2 separate regions of the Danio rerio genome follow, and region 1 is linked to region 2. The links are chromatin contacts, called in public HiCAR-type maps. All regions are on one chromosome and are shown on one strand. Each heading gives the region's core, a stretch centred on a gene start, on an enhancer-like site or on the middle of the called end of the contact. The rest is flanking DNA. Distances are from core to core; before and after follow the strand shown.

The links. HiCAR-type assays count read pairs that join an accessible place to other places.
Region 1: a contact with region 2 is called in a HiCAR-type map of caudal fin, with 5 times the contacts expected there. The contact joins two enhancer-like sites. A contact is called at or near these places in 1 of 18 Hi-C or Micro-C datasets (caudal fin) and 1 of 4 datasets of contacts at active chromatin or transcription factors (caudal fin).

The regions. Positions count from the first base shown.
Region 1 is chr4:17,196,776-17,199,967 of GRCz12tu, reverse strand. No RefSeq gene overlaps it. Among named protein-coding and RNA genes, the nearest start is that of caprin2, 19 kb to the left of the region's middle. Within about 2 kb of position 1,262, at least 23 of the 62 cell types and tissues checked have an H3K27ac peak or open chromatin away from gene starts, as enhancers often do. A contact at or near this core is called in caudal fin, where this site is marked.
Region 2 is chr4:17,059,350-17,062,314 of GRCz12tu, reverse strand. No RefSeq gene overlaps it. Among named protein-coding and RNA genes, the nearest start is that of wu:fc23c09, 23 kb to the right of the region's middle. Within about 2 kb of position 1,639, at least 3 of the 62 cell types and tissues checked have an H3K27ac peak or open chromatin away from gene starts, as enhancers often do. A contact at or near this core is called in caudal fin, where this site is marked.

The DNA.
Region 1 (3,192 bases), core at 13-2,512, 140 kb before region 2:
AGAAGCTAAAATATAAATTAAAATCTAATGTAAAATCTATAAAACATGGTAAAAATCATGGCTTTTTAAAACACTGCGGTTGGTTTTAGGGAAGGGGGTGGGTTGGTCAATAAGTGCATTCTAAAACACTTTTGGTTGGGTTAGGGAAGGGGGAGGTGGGGGTATCAGTCGGTTGGTCAGTCAGTCAGTCAGTTGACAGCGGCCTCTAGTGGATTTACATGAGAACAGCAGGTGCGAATGACACTCGCAAGAAAAATTTGAGATCAGAAAAAGCACACATAGCGGCCTCTTGTGGATTTACATGAGAACGGCAGGCACAAATGGCACTTGCGAGAGAAATTTAACATCTGAAAAAGCGTACACAGTGGCCTCTGGTGGATTTACGCAAGAACAGCAGGCGCGAATGGCACTAGTAAGAGAAATTTAAAATCTGAAAAAGCGTACACGGCGGCCTCTGGTGGATTAGCGAAAACAAAAACTGCAAAAAAAAAAAAAAAAAAAAGAGTAGCTTCTGGGACTTATTTTTTTTTACTCTCTCCAGAAATGTATAAGCCTGGGTTGGTGTATATATATAAATATATATATATATAAATAAAGGCTGAGCTGACAGACGTAACCCCAGAATTATGAGATCTAAAGTCAGAATTCTGAGTCTATCTTGTTTATTCTCTCTTGAAATTACTTAGTTTACATGAAAAGTGCAGTGTTTATTGGCTTTCTTTCAATTCGAAGTTGTTGTTTTTTTTTCAAATGCCAAGAAAAATTACAACTGCATGTTGAAAAATGTCAAATTTTGGACGTTTCTCAAAACTACAATTTTATTTCATAGAATTAGAAGTTTAAAGGCTCTCACAAAGACTTTATTTTGCAAAATCTGTATTTATTTCTTGGAATTGTAACTTTTTTTCCCTGATGACTATAAGCTATAAACTCACAAATGTGAGATTAATAGTCAGAATTGCAAAATAAAAATGTGCAATTCTGGCAGAAAGTGTTTGGTTGCTGGCAGAAACAAACATCTACAGGACTAATGCTTCAAGACAGAAGCAAACAAAAATTTTGGCAGACTGTCACTCATGCTATAATCCTTTCAATGAAATGTAACCTCCTGCTGGTCCACAGGGCGAGTCTGTCTGCGGTCGACCTGCCCAGACTTGTTCATATAACACCCTCCCCCATTAAACCTAGTTTAACCCTCTATTAGGTCATGTCCCATGTAAACCCACTGCTGCTCCCTAAGAACGCTGGATGACTGAGATGATCAGCTGTCTTATAGCCTGCCATCATCTGGACATCCTTTGTCCTGCAAATGTGCAGGATTTGTGGAGCTGTGCATCGATGGATTTGCTCTTCAGTGCTTGGACTTTCAGCAATTAACTAAATTAAACCTAACTTTAACTCAGAACAGTTTCAATTGACTAGAACTTCTATGTTAAGCTACACATCTACATTGTAAAAGAGCTATAGAAATTAAGATGAATTGAATTGAATTGAATTGAATGCTGGAACAGATACAGTGACTAAATATAAAATTCCCACTTCTCTTTTATCGGTTTCAAATTTTACCCTGAGGCTTTTCTAACTTTTGGTTCATAGTGTGGTCACAAATACGATTCTGAGAAAGAGTATCTCTGAGATTTCCATCTAAAACCAAAACACAGACTTATAAAGTGAACGTGACCATTTGGATTCATCTGTATTTTGTTTTTCCTGCAAAATAATACCTGGAAGTCATTTATCTGTGGAAGACAGCAACTAGCTGTATTCACGCAAGCTGTGAAATGTACGAGACTAAACAGCCGTTTCTCCCGTCTCCGGCCTTTAAACTTAATGTCAGTAATTTGTCATCCGCCACAACGTCCTTCCTGCGAGAAACTAGGTGTAGTTGGTGAACAAAAGAGCAGGTGACCGTGTCATTAGAAGATTGTTTGAATGTATTTAGTCAGTGTTTACTCTTAACAAATGTACAAAGCGGGTCATTGTTTAATGACTTGTCCTTGAACATTCAACACTCCTGGCCCTGTTTCAGAAATTTGTATTGTCAATCATGTGTAATTTAGTAGCCTAGTGTCATCTTGCCTTGCCTTGTTTCTAAATGTTTTCAATTACAGCTGACATTAATAGTACTTTTGAAAATGTTTGAAATAATGTACATTAACAAGTCTTTCCAGTCAGATTAGCAGCGTAATAAAGTATTACATTACATGCAGAGGCTCCCCTCATGGAGGCGGCTATTTTAAGAGGTCACTTGACCTGCTGATATTATATTGTTAACCTTTTAAAGTAAAATTTTGCTTGTAGAATGTATGATTAGTGGCTGAAAGTATTAATTTATTGTCAAAATTATTGGTTAATCAACATCCAATAGCTCCAGATTGAAATTTCTTGTTATCGAACTGTAACAAGAGGTAATTCAATCATAACTTAAAAGTTAAACAGCTCTCATAACATTATTTATCAATGTGTGGCTCTTTTTAGATTCTCGGAAGCTATAGACATTAAAATTGTACAATAAATACATTAGAACCATTGTTTTCGTTTACATCCCTCAAAATGGTCTATATTGCATTACTTACTCTACAAAGTTTATATTTAGCCACACCGAGATGGTGTTTCGAAATTTTTAAGAGGTGGGTCATTAGCTGTCCTGTGCTGCTCCTATATTGCATTATGGAACCTTCGTTTCTGCTCTGAAAACATTTGATGTTGAAATGTTTCAATTTATTTGTCTCCTAACCAATTTATTTTGTTATTTTACACATTCATGTGCTAAAAAGGTCAAGAAAATAGGTCATGACCTGCCAGTACTACATCTGTTACAGTGCAGATTTTTTCTTATACCATATATTGCTTCAAGCTTATGCGAAAAATACATTGTTTGTGTCTGCAAACATGAATATAAACGCCATCCTAAACACAGAGGCTACGATATTTCCAAAGCTGTAGTGATTTTTTACAAATGCTTGTAATTAAAAACTATTTTTATGGCTTGCGTCTTTGTAATAAGGAGTGAGTAAAGAGATTTGAGAATTTCATTCCATTAAAAGCACTTGCGACAATTGATAGGCTTGCGATGTGTATTGGACCGGCGACAGACCAAGTACTGTGCACAAAGCTAATATTTAGAGAAGTAAATCGATTAAAACTCATGCATAAATGCTTGTTTACTTGGATCTTCTATTGTCAGCATTT
Region 2 (2,965 bases), core at 390-2,889:
TAAAAAGTACAAATGTGTACCTCACAGTAACTTAAAGGTGCAAAAGTGTATCCTGAAGGTAAAAAGTGTACCCTAAAGGTAAAAAAGTGCACCCTAAAGGTAAAAAGTGTACCCTAAAGGTACTAATGTCTACCTGTACAGTATAAAAGATTTTGTGCCTTTATTTATGAGAGTACACAATCCTGACATTATTATTATTATTATTATTATTATTATTATTATTATTATTATTATTATTATTATTATTATTATTATTATTATTATAACCTTTATTTTACCAGGGAAAGCACAATGGTTTTAAATATCTTCTTTAGAAGAGCGTCCTGGCCAAGATTAGGCTGTAATCTAAATAAAACAGTTCACATGGGTTTAAACAAACAAACAAAAACAAATAACAGGTAATATCATTGATCCATTATAACATGCATACAATCACAGTTAAAAACTATTCATAACATCTACAGGTCGAACTTTCAAACTCCAAATCATTTCAAATCTTTGTAAAAGCATGTGTGAAAAAGCAATAGTGAAACCAACTCTTTACAATGGCAACCTTGTTCATAGGTTATTCCATGCAAAAGTTGTTGCATATTTAAAAGCCTTTTTCGCCATTTCAGTACACACCACTGGAACAGACAATAAAAAAACTTCCTGAGACTGGAGAGTATAGCTGGATACAGGTTGCAAGTTTACAAGTTTTACAAATGTACACTGTAAAATATATGACCTTAATTTACAGTAAATAACTGGGTATTAATTGCATTACTTTCACAGTAAGGTACTGTATGTACATTCACAGTAAAGTACTGTGAGGTACTTCATAATAACAGTAATTCTGTACATATTACTAAATATCAAAAATGTGCCTCTACTAGCGTAAGTGTTAATGTGTATTAATTTCAATGCTGGATAAAAAATTAATAGTGTTTGAATTCCTAACTTGCAAAAGATATAGCAATTTTTACAGTAATTTACTGTAATCATGATGCCTGCCTTAATTTCACAATAAAATTCTGAATGCGTAAAAGTTAACAGTTAAATCTTGTAAAGTGACACTAGTGTAATTTACTGTGGAAAATTACAGTAACATGTCGTGAAATTCTGGGAATTTATTACAGTGTACGTTCGGAGATATGAGGGGAGTAACCCCAGAATAGATTTATAAACCATGATATGCCAATGCTTTAGCCTACGAGTGGACAAAGGAGATCATCCTATCCGAGTGCACAACACACAATGATAAGTAAGGGATTTAAGATTTGTTGTAAACCTCAATGCACCATGGTAAACAGTGTCTGAAGCATGCAAACTCTGAGAAGAAGCATGCACATATCTTTACATAGTTCATATCTCACAACTAGATGACTTTTCACACAGCATCAGTAATATTATTAATAGTTTAATAACCTTTTGATAGAAACAAGTGTCCATAGCATTCGTGGTATATGTTGCACAGTAGCGTTTCTTCAAACCACAAACAATGCTTACATAACACACATTGCTCGTTGAACTAAACAGTTTTTTCCCTAATTAGAGAAGACTGTGTTGGCCAGTAATATGTGTTTGTAGTTAGTAGTTTGTAGTTAGTGCCTGTGACTGTCGGTAAGCAGGAAAATAACCACTCACACTGTCTTCCAGTAAATGTAGGTCAATGTAGGTGAGACGGATGTAAACACACAGCAAGCACATGAAAACATATCCTTTATGATATTTGCATGTTTTTCGCAGTGTTTTGACTGGTCTTGTTCTGTTCTTATGTTAGAGGTATGTCTTTTCACACATGCTTGTTATATGTGTGTATTAGTGTGTGTGAGTAGTTGAGACTTTACGTTTCTGGATGATAAAAGAGCTAATGAAGGATGTGGGAGGCCAGAGCCACATAAAAGAGGCCTGAATATTTCCAGCAGATGCAAACGACACAAACTTTAATCTAAGGAGCTGCGTTCATTTCTTTCCAGGGCGCCGTTGGGAAAGTAAACGGGTGGGAGAAGCTTGTTTGTGTAGTTTTTATTCACATCTGGTTGTAAGTGTGTGTTATGATGTGTTGTGTGTAAACTTTGGAAGTCGCCTACGCAGTTAAACACACTCGCGTGCCCACAGGAACACTCCGTGTGTGGGTCTGGATTTGTCTAAATTGAAGGGACACAAAAGAATATAGTAAAACCTGGGATCAGCTGGGCTGTGGAGACCACACAAGGAAAGTGGCTCAATAAAGTTTTCCATGAAAGTTTAGAGGTATTAAGGGGGGAAATGATATGATGATAAAAACACACACAAAGCACTGTATAAAAATGTGTGTTTGTGTATTTACTTGTCATAGTTTATGTCGCTGAGTTAAATGTTAGTTGTGTATATGTATCTATGTACAGTAAATGTACATATAAATATTACAATTTCTTTTTTTTTATGCTGTCATTTTTTATCTTAATTGTAAGTTAATGTATATAATAATTAATCTATATTTTTAATTGATACATTTTTTTTTTACTTTTTATTAAAAATTAATAAAATAAAAAATGTATAAAATCAATACTTTTACAGTGTTATTTTTGCATCAAATAACTATTTTAGGGTTTATTGATAACAAACTTTATCCAATTTATTATTGTAATGTGAAGTGATGCTAGACAAGGGAGTTGAGGATCCAAATGCAGGGTTTATTAAAGAGAGATGATTAGGCAAGCATTGGTCAACACAGGGGCAAACAGATGTATACAGGCAAATCCAGATTCGTAGTCAAAATAACAGGCGAGTAGTCAGAAGGCAGGCAGCAGACAAGAATAAAAAAACAAAGCAAACACGGAAGGCAAGGCAAGGAAAATGCATCATAATGTTCACAGTTCAGTAAAATAAAACTTAGCAATGAAAGTCTCAGAGTCGTATATATGTGTGGTGTAATCAGTCCATGAGCAGCATCAGCTAGAGCTGAAGATCTTTGCCTGAACTCGATGGGACTTGACGGGTT